3 separate regions of the Sus scrofa genome follow, and all the other regions are linked to region 1. Evidence: chromatin contacts called from public targeted proximity ligation data. All regions are on one chromosome and are shown on one strand. The core of a region is the stretch at or near the end of the contact, and the rest is flanking DNA. Distances in the headings are between cores, read along the strand shown. Region 1 overlaps KIFAP3 (kinesin-associated protein 3). Region 2 has its middle 39 kb from the start of METTL11B. Region 3 has its middle 140 kb from the start of METTL11B.

Evidence for each region.
Region 2: a targeted proximity ligation map of skeletal muscle shows a contact between it and region 1. A contact is called at or near these places in 2 of 47 Hi-C or Micro-C datasets (embryonic fibroblasts and skeletal muscle) and 1 of 2 datasets of targeted methods (skeletal muscle).
Region 3: a contact with region 1 is called in a targeted proximity ligation map of skeletal muscle, with 4 times the contacts expected there. A contact is called at or near these places in 2 of 47 Hi-C or Micro-C datasets (embryonic fibroblasts and epiblast stem cells) and 1 of 2 datasets of targeted methods (skeletal muscle).

The regions. Positions count from the first base shown.
Region 1 is chr4:81,093,088-81,097,446 of Sscrofa11.1, forward strand. The region is part of intron 19 of KIFAP3 (kinesin-associated protein 3); the gene reads left to right. Among named protein-coding and RNA genes, the nearest start is that of SCYL3, 39 kb to the right of the region's middle.
Region 2 is chr4:80,836,302-80,840,797 of Sscrofa11.1, forward strand. No RefSeq gene overlaps it. Among named protein-coding and RNA genes, the nearest start is that of METTL11B, 39 kb to the right of the region's middle.
Region 3 is chr4:80,732,195-80,737,082 of Sscrofa11.1, forward strand. No RefSeq gene overlaps it. Among named protein-coding and RNA genes, the nearest start is that of METTL11B, 140 kb to the right of the region's middle.

The DNA.
Region 1 (4,359 bases), core at 649-3,148:
CTGTGGCATAGGCCAGCAGCTACAGCTCCAGTTCAGCCCCTAGCCTGGGAACCTACATATGTCACAGGTGCAGCCCTAAAAAGACAAAAAATTTAAAAAATATAATTAGGCTAGACCTAAGTAGCAAGTGAATTTACCTCTTTTTTTAATACAGACATATAACAAAGGTATTTTCAAGGACCAGAAGAGTTTATGAAATTTAAAAGTAGAGATTTACTTTAGTACCTCATCTTCTAGTGCTAAATACAATATTAGTGTATTATATAGTATACTGAGATCCTAAATGCTTTAGGAGACACTAAATAACTATGAAATATATATATATGATTTGTATTGATTACATATTAGTGACTGAAAGTATTTATATAACACTGCCCAACATAGATGTTTATATTATGCTAAGTAAGTAAGTCAGACAAAGACAAGTACTATATGATATCACGTATATGGGGCTTCTAGTGAATAAAACAAAAAGCAGACTTGCAGATATAGAGAACAAAGTAGTGGTTACCAATGGGAGAGGGAAAGGAGGGAGAGGCAAGATAGGGATGAAGGAGAAAAGTGTTATGGGATTATATGAAATCATATGTGTGAAACTTTTGAAAATTGTAAAGCACTGTCCAATTTAAAGAGTCTTGAGAGTTCCCTGGTTGTGTAGTGGTTAGGACTTAGCACTTTCACCACTGCAGCCCAGGTTTAATACTTGGTCTGGGAACTGAGATTCCCACATCAGGCTGTTACACAGTGTGGCCAAAAAAAGTTACTGTTGTTATTATTATTTAAAAAATCATTCATTAAAAATTTTTAATTAAAAAAATGAAATATAATGCAAGGATATGCCTTTTGTTGTATATTTTGTATTATAAATTTATTTAGAGTCAAATTTTCAAATGTTTTATGCTTAGCTATTTAAGAACACGCACTTTTAATTTATTTAAATATAGTTTCTATTACCCATACTTGTGCCCTCAATTTTAGAAAAATATTACTTAGTTTGTTTTAGCTACAAAAAAGTCTTTATAACTACTTGATTTTTATCAGCCAAAGTAATTTTCAGACTATTTGGCCTAAAAATTATTGAGACAGATAAATGAATTAGTAGACCAGGGCGTAAATTAGAAACTTCGTATTAAGCTTATGGTTGATAAGATTTTTTAGATTTTTTTTTATAACTAACATTTATCCACTTCTTATGTAAGGTAGTAAAAGAAAGTTAAAAGTTTCTTTATATGGATAAAAATATCCTCAAACTGTATTATTTATTTAAGGACTTTGGAGACGTTTTAATAGAAGCTTAACATTAATTTTTAATTCACAAGAAAACAACATGTCAGTGGGGGTAGCGTGCATATTAGATAGCAATATTACCTCTTTGATCATATCCGTATGTCAGATTTCTGCTTTATAAAGAAAGATGGGAAGCTGATATAGCCCATTTTGTATAGTACTTGCGATAATTTTATATTCTATCTCTTGAACTCATTCATTTTGATAGTACATTATCATTTTTAGATTCTGGTTGGTGTTTAAATTTCAGTAACTGAAGGTCATTATTCATATTGCAACTGGACTAAAAAGTTTTTAATACTAGCATTAACTTTTGAATTATGTTCTAGCTCTTAGATTTTGCAGCATGTTTAGTTTCTTTTCATTTCTTATTAGTATTTTTCAGTACTTAATAGTCTCCTGCTCCCACCTCCAACAAGAACTCTCCTCTCTGTTCAACATCAGAAACATTTTCCTCTTTGGCATGTGCTTTTAGTTCCCCAAGCAGTATAAGCAAATTGGAAAGTTCAGCTGTCATTCTTGGAAGGTCATAGATCACACTAGCAGCCTGGGTAATCCAAGAGGTTTTAAGTATCATAGCATTTAGTTTAAAGTGAAATTTGCTCTGACAGAGCTGGCAGACCAATAGGAAAAAGAAATATTTGTGCTTGGAGAAGTGCATATGTAGAGACCAAGAGTCTAACTGATGGCTGGAAGTGATTTCAGTCTAAAAAAACAAATCATTAAGAGAGTGCATAGGGGTAAAATACACAGTTCATATTTTAAAGAGTCTCAAAATGAACCAGCAACTAAGGTTAGCATTACATAGTAATTAGCTGTGGTGTTCAGGCTTTAACTCACTCAGTACCAGACAGTATAGTTAAACTATCACTGTGAAAACATCGCTACTTAAATTCTCTACTTTAAGCCTACAGCAGTAATTTTTGTACCTTAAAAAAAATCAAAGTATTATGACAGATTATATAAATGCTGAACCAGTAACAGACAAACAATTATTTAAAGGAGGTGCTAATGACTCAGTTTATTGACCTAGGGGTTACTTAAGTAGTTCAGCAAGTTCCCTTAACATTTGGTGGTGTGAAATGAGGCATTGCTAGATATTATAGAACTGCTAATTTCAAGAAGTCCTTGTATTTAATTGAAGAAGTGGAAGTTAAAGATGACTAGATTGTATAATTTCATTGAATGATTGATGTAAAAAATTTGAGACCATTACAGGTTTCAATAAGTATTCCCTTCAGCTTCATAATCACATCTGACGGCCTCTATTAAGCACCTATTAGAGTGTTTTTTCAGTTAATTGCTACAAATAAGGAGAAGGAAAACACCTTCTAATGGCTCCAGTTATTTCTCTCAAGTTATTGTTCTTTCAAGAAAGCTAAATTTGAGCTACAGGAATACAAGGTTTATAAATTCTTTCCTTAGATGTGCAAAGAGATGAGAGTAAAATGGAAGGGACTTCTAGCAAGATGGACTGGAGGTCCATCCTCGAGCTGACTTGGAAGACCCATGTCCTATATAGATATAGAAAAGGTGGACAAAATATAACAAAAAGTTATAATTCATGACCAAATTCACACACAGACACACACAGACACACACACACACACAGACACACACACACACACACAAGAGCCACCACAAGAATACTGAACTAGGTACAGGTTACATAATACAGGAAGATGGAACTGATGCCCTATATAAAGCCTAGAACTTCAAAGAGCTGCCTTTTTCTCATCAGTTGAAAAGAGGATTAGATTTTGATTCACTAGCCCTTTTAATTCACAAAACCAAAACTTGTCTTCTGCCCTACAGCCCTAGATGGGGAGGATAGTCAGTCATTCATGAGGAAGAGGAATCATACGCTTGTTCCAAGTACACTCATGGGGTCAGAATTTATACTATACATCTAATTCAGGGAATCCCAAGTCAAGAAATTATCATTAAAGTTGTTTCAGGACAGCGAAATCCCCAGGGCCTTGATATATTATAAACAAATACAGAACCTCTGTAGGAATATTTCCAAGCTCAAGGACCAGCAGACAGGCAAAAAAAAAAACAAACCTGAAGTTGAACAATTGTCAGAGGCAACAAAGAGGATGCCCAAGAACTAAAGTTAATAGAAGAATCTCAAGGAAACTATAATTTTTTTAATGTAAAGGGATAAAAAAACTTACGTAATAATGATATAATATGAAAAGCGTAACATCTCCACATAAAAAATATAATATTTAAAATAGACTCTGGAGATGGGTTAAATACTGATTAAGGTGTATAAAAAGAGAATTGCAAATTGAACGGCATTAGAAGAGCATCAGTGAAATAGAATTTCTTTCCATTTGGAATAAATCAGTGACTGTTTTATACCTGCTTCCTCCATCATTAGTACAAATTAGTTTTTATCTGAAGCATCTCAGTATAGTAACTAAATTGAAAGGATTTGTCCCCAAGGTGGTATTTTCCCCTTAGAACTGACAGATGTCTTTTTCAGAAAAAATTTTTTAATGAGTTCCAGATGAGGACTTCAGATACAACTTCCCACTATTCCTATCATTTAGCCTTAATTTTGAGGAAAATATTAGGTGTCACTAAAAATATGATTCTTCAAGATTTTTTAACCATTTAGTTTTATCATAAAAAAGGAGAAATTAATAACCATGCATATAATGGTAAACGAAAACTAAATGGAAAATGATAGCTAAATTTGTTATATATTGGTGAAACATTAAGAAACTGCTTTAATTGCTGTTTTCTCAATAATACTCAAGTCTAAAGCAACAAGTAACACCTTTAAGTACCCTAAAATATATATGTGTTACATATAAAGTTATAGAAATGAGATGTTATTGACAGGTTGAATGAAAATTTTGTAATTTATCCTATAAAAGTAATACTTTAACATGCATGTGCATTATGTTTTTCAGTGTCCAAGTCAATCAGCATGTCATTTTCATAGGCCTTCCACATTCCCCAAATTTTTTTGCCTTTGAATGAGAGATTCCTATTTAACTCTAAATTATTTCACATCTATAAACTGAAGACATCGATTATATGAAAAGGCAATGAAAACCA
Region 2 (4,496 bases), core at 435-2,934, 260 kb before region 1:
ATACTTCCTTTGGCCCTGCTTCCCTTCACCATCACACGATGTACATTCCAGTGAGGATATATTTGTGTACTAGGACAGCAGCAAAAAATAATATACTGTGGCCTACTCTGAACCCTGAAATAAACATTTTTTAACCATCTGCTCCCTGGGATCTTCTGTTCTTCTCCTTCGCCAGGTCAGAAGAAGTAGAAAGAGAATTGTCTGACTGCTGGTAAGGAATGCTTTGGATATAATTTCCAAGAGAGGAATTAAAAGCAGAGGCAACTGAGGAATCATATTCTTTGTCCAAAGGAAAACCAGAAAATACATCATTAGAGGAAAGAAAAAGAACTAGAAATTAAAAAAAAAAAAAAAAAGAAATCAATATAGCAGAGTCTAGAAAGAGCTTAGAAGGGCTCTGGAATCCTACAGGCTGTTGCAGTCATTTGCCTTGCCAAAAACCCACCCAGCCGTTCTTAAAAAAAAAAAAAAAAAAGCCCATAGAGACTGAAAACATTCACTAATAATTCTTGAATCCATCTCCACAATATTATTCATCTCTGCCAAGGTCAGGTTTGGTCACTGCATGGCTGGAGGTCTGGGCATGCTGTTCCCAGTTTTATTTTTACAGTAGTTATGGAGCCCTTTATATTTTCAAGGGCCCTCCTGTCACTTATTACCTACCCGTTCAGACCACCCACCCACGCTCCCACACACAATACATCCAGACACACCCACAAGTACCCAGATTCTTTAAACCTTACAGTGATTCCGTCTATAGGAATTATTTGCTCTAAATGACTTTGCTCTCCATACTCGGAGTTTCCCAAAATAAATCTCTTTCCCTCTCTGGGGACCCATCTGTGGATCTTTCCACTCAGAAAACATTTACAGAGCACCTACTGTGTGTAGAGCACAGATGGATGTAGGCTTTAAAGGAAGCTCACCAGGAGGCAGGGAAATACAAGAGTTCCATGCTGCTCTTTGTTTCCAAGTAACCAGATGGGTATGGGTGGTGGGGGCATGAGGAAGGGGGAAGGGAGGGGGAAGACAGACGGGGAGGGGAGGCCCTATCTGAATGGATAGACCCTTCCTCTCACTCCCATTTCCTCTTTCTTCCTTCTTTTTCCTTCTTTAATCATTTTCTCTCCTTATCGCTTCATCTTTTGTGTCTCCCTCTTTCTCTCCCCTCCCTTTCTTTTTTCTCTTAAGACAAAAATCACCTCAGACTGGGGAGTTATCCCTGTGCTTCTCCTGCCTCTAAATAAACTTTTCATGAAAGTAGGCCCTGCAGCCATATGAACTCTAAGAACATAAAAGGAGGGGGACGTATGTGTCCTAAACCTAACTCAGAAAAACCGATTTTGAGGAAACTGCATTCCTCCACATCCTGACCTTGGTGTGTGCATATCAGAAAGGCCAGGAGGGAGGAGCAGGGCTGACTGTGGCTGGACTTTCAGTCTTCCTCAGCCTCCCAGGCCCTGAGCCCTTAGGATAATTTATGAGGTGTCAGGATATTCTGACCACAAGGTCAGAATAGAATGGTTTTTACACTTCAGCTGCCGTGAAAGAGAAACAATTTAATTCTGTTTCACTCTGGCACTGTCTGTTTTCACAATGAACAGGGGATTTGGGTCTCCTCGAGATTATTTGTCTAAGCACAGACCACGACTGCTGCTGAGACTCGAGATATCTGATTTGGACTCTGGCTTCCTTCTCCTTCCTTCCCAGCTAAGGAAGCGGGCACTCGCCTTTCCTATTGTACCAGAGTGAGACTGGAATCCATTTCCCCTGGCAATTGTTATGTGCTAGTGACTAAACCAGATTTCTTGAGTCACTCCATCCTAACTTTTAGTGGGAAAGAGCGGTTTGGGTAAGTAAGGGGTATGAGAGAGCCCTCTCCAAAATTCAGCAGGCCCCAGAATCTCTGCCAAGTCGTGGTCTTGAGTCTGAAGCAGTGTTTCCCTTGGCCTGCAAGCACAGCCTCCTGGCTCCTTCTGAAGCTACAGAACCAAAGAGATTCCACTGAGTAGCCTGAAGCTCTGGCTGCCAGCAAAATCCAATGTCTCCTCAGAGAAATGGCAGAGTAGGATTGCAATATTCCATTTATAACAGAGAAGCCAAGACAACAAAGGCAAGGCAAGTCAGCTTCTCAGGACCCCACCAAACCTCTCTTCCAAACCAGATAGGGAAGGTCATCTGAGAATCAAAATGTGACATATAGTGACATTATAGACTAGTTACCCAAGAAATTTACATGATGGAGACTAGCTCCTGGATTCTTGGGTTTAGAAGCCATAGGCCTTCCTGGACCAATTCATATGGTCTGTTAAGGATTTGGCCACCTGACAGGCACTAGAAAGACAGGAATAATAACAGAATGAAATAGAATCTATTTTATCAATCTTTTAAAGATTATGTATAATTAAAATGAAAAAGGTTAAGTCTCCATATAATAGATAATAATCTTAAAGAAACATTAGGTGAAAAAAGTTAGGGTACAATACAGTGAGAATAATATGCTGCTATGTGTATAAAAGAGTTTGTTACATATTAACATACACTTAAATAGACTTTGCATAGGAAAATAGAAGAAGCTTGTTTTAGAGTTTTTCTTTAGAAAAGAGGATTAGAAGCCTGAGGGCCAGAATTAAGATAGAGATTTTCTTCTCATTGCGTGGCTTTTTTTTTTTGCATTAAAAAAAAAGTTAGCCAAGAACTGCCATTACCTTTACAGAACAACTTTTCATTTGAAAAATAAAGTAAAACTGTGGAGAATGGTAAAGAGAAAGAAGTCAGAAGAAAAGCAAATGACTCAAGTTTAGAATGCAACTTCATGTTGGACCAGCCAATTCTCCAAAAAACCACTCCCCTAAATTAAAGCAATGAATTCTTGGTGGGAAGGGTAAAGGAGCTATTTGGAAAATGACCTCTTTGAGTTCCCTTAATAGTAGTACTTAAGAGTATGGAAGAATTCCTTACTTTCATGTGGGTGAGAAAATTACTCCCCCGAAAAGGATTTCAGTCAATGGGATGGCTTCTCCTGCAATTTAGCATCCAATAAAGCCTCAGTTCTTTCAAGTAAAGTGCTGAATCAAACTGGTTTGCTCTCCTCTCTAACCTAGTCAAAGTTTCTGAAGTCCCTTCTCTACAGTAGTTCCCCCAACAACAATCATTCTTCACGGTTCCAGAAAATGACATTGATCATTGGAGGTGGGTGTGTGGGAAAGAGTGTTGGATCCTGGATCAAACATACGTTTACAGTACTAGCTGTCTCTGGGTTAATTTGATAAATCATTTATTCTCTTTGAACTTCTGTTTTCTTATCTGTAAAGAGAAATATTTGAAGGAGATATATTATCTCAAAATCTCTTAAGTACAACAGGTCTCTGATTCGATAAAGATGCAGTTATAAGGCTGCATGCAGATGGAGCCTGGGATGAACTGCTGGCCTGTCATAGATTTCCATGGTTCCATTTGATCTTCTAGCAGCTGCATATATGAAAGTACTTTTTAACTTGCTTCTTCATTAACCAAGGATGATTGAATTGCTGTCCTCCAAATGCTGTTTGTTCATCATCAGACCATGAAAACAAGGTTCTGAAAGTACAATTTTCCCTGCCACATAACAAATAGAAGAAACTACTACGTTATGAACTAAGCCACAAAGGTATCCTGGTATTTCCCCAAGACCTTGGATGTCTGGCCTACCGCCACATCCTTCATCTGATAGGCAGAAGTGGTCACTGAGGGCTACCTCCCTGGTTAGATGAGAAGTGCTTCCAAAATGAAAGCCTTTCTTCCCATTCTCCATCCCATTGCAAGTCTCTGGGATATCAGACAGGACAAGGTACTCTGGCAGAGAAGCTTCTTGGTGATGTCTTGGTTCATCTGAACAAGAAAGGCCAGAGAGATGGCGAGAAAGAATGAAAGAACTACCATGACAGCAGCAGTAGAGCATCAACCCACTCTACTCTATTCTCAGGTGGGAAGCTTAAGAACTCAGTGGGTTAGCAGCCAACCTGAAACATACCTGATTATTTCTCTGCAAATCTCTCCTCCTCCAATGTTTCCATTCAAAACATAACTGTTCCTCATTTCTCTCCCTAAATATTCTAATTCATCATTGCTATGGGTGTCCTATTCTTAACCCTGTAACACAGTCTTGATTAATCTTTCCTATTTGGCTGTGCTTTTGATGTATAACCCTGCCACAACTTCAGTACTCTACTTTAACCTATGGTGAAAAACAGATTCTGGAGAAATAATATATTTAGGGGTTAAAAACATGAACTCTGGAGAAGGATACCAGGTTTAAAGTCAATCTCTGGCTTTTACAATATGGCAGTAGCTAGAAGGATAAGCAGTGCCCAGTAGCTTTGGATGTACCACTCCTGGAGGAGCAGGAGTTGTTGGTTGGGCCCAGCTCCATCACAAGAAGGCTATTGATCATTAAGAGATTTCTAGCAATGAACAGCTCCTTGACAGGACATCCAAAAATGTTTGAATTAGATTGG
Region 3 (4,888 bases), core at 912-3,411, 360 kb before region 1:
GGGATGAAGGAGTGTTGAGTGGTCATTTAATTCAACTCCATAATGGTACATTAAATAAAATGAGTATATAAAGATATGACTTGATTTAGGTCCCTAAGCAAAGAAGAGTCAAGCAGAACCTGGACCAGAACCAGGCGTCTGAGCCCTCAAGCCTATCCGTGTACCACCAGACCTCACTGGCTTTCCTGTGTAAATATTACCAAACTCAGATTTGGCTACTCATGACAGGCCAGCATATCAAGTGACAAGATGTAGAGGCAAGGAAAGTACATTATTCAAGAAACTTGCTAACCAAGAAGACCCTGGGCTGGTGTCCATAAAAACCATCTTAACATCCCAGCACAGGCAAAGGACTGTTAAAGGCAATGTGAGGGAGGGTGCTGCAGGGTGTGTGAGCAGCTCATGCGCAATTCTGGAAATGGCTAGCATCAAGGTGAGGTTTCCCTGGCTCTCCAATATGACGATCAGCATCACCAATCTCCTGATTTAAACTGTTCTGGGGTCTACATACTTGAGGTCAGCAGTTTTTATCTGTGGGCCTCTGCTTCCTGTAAAACAGCTTAGGAATGTGTGTCAGACCTTTATCTACATCTTTCAGGGAACTGGGAGTTTTGTGCATCTGCTATGTGGCTGCTTTATAGTCTAGATTTTTACCAGTTTCCCAGTCCAACAGCTACTCTTTGTTTCTACATCTTCACATTTCCTAATCATGAACTCTTGAACCAGTCTTTTGAAGGTCATGGAGGGCCTGGAGGCTAAAGCAAAAGGCTTTTACTTGAAAGGACAGAGACATAAAGGCTCTATGCTGTTTCATAAGCATGGGGAAGTGACTGCTTCAGGAGATGGTCTCTAGTGGGGTGAGGTAAAAGAATCACAATCACTTCCCACATGGCTTGTGCTGCAGGCTTCACCTTCAACAGTGTTTTTCCCCCCGGTGATGTTAAGATCATGGACCGCATTTCTCATGTACCTAAGCTTAAACACACAGGTGTGCTTGCACAATCCTTGTGGGCAGCATTATGCTATATGGTAAATGGCCTTTGTGATTCATATCAGGACTAAATGATATCAACACTTACAGAAAATAAATTTTCTATTAAAATCTTCACTATTATCTGTGTGGTTTTTTAATACAAAAATACCTTTAATTATTTAAAATAAAAGGTACTGATACCTATGGGTTTTATGTCTTTACATGTAAACCGTACAACTAGATCATAATTTAAACTACCTAGGAGTTCCCGTCGTGGCGCAGTGGTTAACGAATCCGACTAGGAACCATGAGGTTGCGGGCTCGGTCCCTGCCCTTGCTCAGTGGGTTAAGGATCCGGCGTTGCCGTGAGCTGTGGTGTAGGTTGCAGACACGGCTCGGATCCCGCGTTGCTGTGGTTCTGGCGTAGGCCAGTGGCTACAGCTCCGATTCGACCCCTAGCCTGGGAACCTCCATATGCCGCGGGAGCGGCCCAAGAAATAGCAAAAAAAGACAAAAAAAAATAAAAAATAAAAAAATAAACTACCTAAACTGTCATTCACATTTTTTCTTTTAAAACTTTTTCTTAAATTAAAGCGTAGTGTTTTGACTATGAGATTAAGTCAGACAGTATTGGGAGAACCTAACAAAGCTTTTTACTTTCCTCTCTATTCCTGAGGACCAAGCAGAATTCACTTACTTTAAATTAAGACAAGAAAGATTTGGTTAATATTTAAACCAAAATAGATGACTAAGAGAACAATAAGGCAGAGGGAGTGAACCATCCAGAGATTTGGGGAAAGCATAAAGCTGACTATGTGTCCTGAATGATGTCATTGAGTTCAGTGAACACTTGAGGATCTACTAAGTACAAAGCATATTTCTTTTGGCTTTAACCTCTTGAGGTCTGTAATAGCATTATAATCCCAAATTCATTTTGATTGCTAATCAATTTGGGCATGATGAGATAATAAACAAGTAGAATTTATTCAAAGTCATAGTCCATTTTATCTAATCATTTTCTTGGTACTTTCCCTTTTTTTTTCTCAGTATATACTTGAAAATATCTTCCCCAGAAACACAAAGTGCCAATAAACTAGTTTCTCAGTACAGAAAATCAATGTCTAAAAGTGAGTCTCCAATCAGGTCCTTGGGCCAAATCTGGAGCCAGATTAACCTGATCTGTCTCTTGGCACCTGGACACTTCTATTTATAGCCCCAGGGCAATCATTGTGTAATCACATGTAAGTGAAAGGTAAAAAATAATGAGGTTTGTAGATGCACTGAGAAAGTGTGGGGCAAATTTAGAGCTGAGATCTACATAACTTTATCATCAAGTTTTTTTCTAGTCAGGTATAAGTTGTCAAAAAGCATTAATTATTAAATGTCATTGGCATCATTTTGTCGACACACAGTACCTACCAATGTTTATTATCTGCTCTACAACCAGATTATAGATTCCTTGACTGCAACTACTCAAATTCATTTGCATAGCTCTGCTATTATGCCTTACGCATTGGGGGTGCTTGATAAATATTTTGGTTGATTTGGTAATGCATCAGTGATCATTTGCAACCTCAAACTTAGTGATCTATATTTGATCTCTCCATGCTGTATCAAGATTATGTAGGTGGCAACAGCCCTTGAGAGTGCTAAGCTTCTCTGGATCTGGCTGGGAAGAATGAAAATAAACATCTCATTCCCCCAAGGTGGGCTGGAATTCCCAGAAAGTTCAGGATGTAAAGGGAGGTGCCTTGCAGAATTTCTTACCAGACATAAAGGCCATAGAAGGACCAAGACCCGGCTGGAGTCTTCTGCTAAATGGATATGGTTTTTTGGAGGAGACAAAGAATTTCAAGAACATGGTGGACACGCTCATTGCAAATCCTGTCACTTGGCTCCTCCCCCCTAAATTGAGACCTAGTCCAGTGTACAATTGTTTACTTATTTTCCTGCTTCAATCAGTCGTGCCCAATCTCTGCAGTATGTTACTGATACTCATTACCACATTCTGGAAGGCATTCTTAAAGCTTCCTTTTATGTCATTTTGTTAAAAAACATATGTGATACCTTATTCTTTTTCAGTCAGACTTCTTTCCATTTCCCCTAATAAATAATTTTTGCAAAATAATTTCCATGACTGCTACTTAAATTTCAAATGCTATTGCTTCCTTTTACAAAATCGAGTCCATTTGCAACTTTCCAAATTTGTTTTATATTCTGTAATTTCTGGAGACACAACCAAACCACAGCCTTCTTTGAATATGTTGGTGCAATCATGTATTTAAATTATAGCCAATAATAATTATTACCAGTATTATGAAAGGATTGCTTTGATCTGTCTTCCTTTGTGCCTCTCCTCCACTTACAACAGAAGAAACTTGAAAAAATGTTACCTCTTTTCTCCATTATTCCCTTCTCCAGACCTAGAAGTGCTTTTGTTCTCAGAAGTGTTCCTACAGCTTGTCATGAAGCTAAACTTGGAGAAAAGATCACAATTGGCAATTTTTTTTTTCCCACTTAGGAGAAAAAAGCTAAAGATCCTTGTATACTTAGCCACATTTAGAACACTTGCACGGAGAGGTAACTCCACTTGGGGGAGTTCCCATTGTGGCTCAGCGGTTTAACAACCTGACTACTATCCATGAGGCTGCAAATTCCATCCCTGGCCCTGCTCAGAGGTTTAAGGATCCAGCATTACCATGAGCTGTAGTGTAGTCTGCAGACATGGCTAGGATCCCACATTGCTGTGGCAGTGGTGCAGGCTGGCAACTACAGCTCTGATTTGACCCCTAACCTGGGAACTTCCAAATGGCACAGGTGCGGCCCTTAAAAAAAAAAAAAAAAAAAAAAAAAAAAAAAAGTATCTCTCAGTTGCCAGGGCAACTTGTATTCCTGCTCCTGGTCCCACACAGATTCAGGATCTTTCTGTCACAAAGCCACTGCTTGTGTTATAATTGTGTGGATTCTGAAGCACCCAGAACTAGGCAAGATGAGTGGACTTCTTGAGGGTTTCCCTAAATTTACATGAACTATTTGAAGGTAACAAAGGATATCATCTTGCTTAAAAATCCATGGAGCTTTTGATGGGGAGGGGGGGGTGGAAGGAATCATCCATAGATTTGGCACCCAGCACAACCACAGAGGTTGAGTAATATAAATAGTAGAGCCCTGAAGGAGATGGGCCTGGTTTCAATATCACATCCTGGTCTTACAGTCCAGCAAAGTACAATAAGTTGAGGCTTAGGAAAATGAACTACAATCTGTGGAACATATGAAGAATGATCAGGGAATGATTTATAATACTCATCTTGGTAATGATAAAAGTGTTGGGTGAAGAGCAATATACAGAGGGAATCTATCTTGTCCTATTGTGGTCTGTAATTGTGTTATTTTCTGGCAGCTTTTAGATACTAAACCCAGGTGTCAATTATAGTGACAGTTTTCATGTTTACTTAAGTGAAGTTCCAGACCTTTCCTGGATCACTCAGTTCTAGAAGTTGTCTAGGTGAAAACTTTGCCTAAATGAAGCTTGCATTATTTTTCCACCCTATAATTGTAAAGCTTTTTTACTTGCATCCAACTAGAAGTAAGATATTATCCAGCCACACTGTCTTGGAAGCATTCTTCACAAAGTGACTAATGATGCATTCTTAATAAATGGCACTCCAGAGAAAATAATGTTCCCTAAACATTAAACTCTATGTCTGTGGTCATTAGAAGAAAGACATCTATGTGAAACTTTACTTTCTACTTCAACTCCTGGAAAGAGTCAGGGTATTTTTAATTAATAGAGGGAGGAATTTATAAAAATTAAGTTTTACTTTTCTTATAAAAATAGCTTAGAAAAAGAGCAGAAGGACATTAAAAGCCAAAACCAAACTATCAAGTCAGTTCAAAAAGATTAAATTTCCTGAC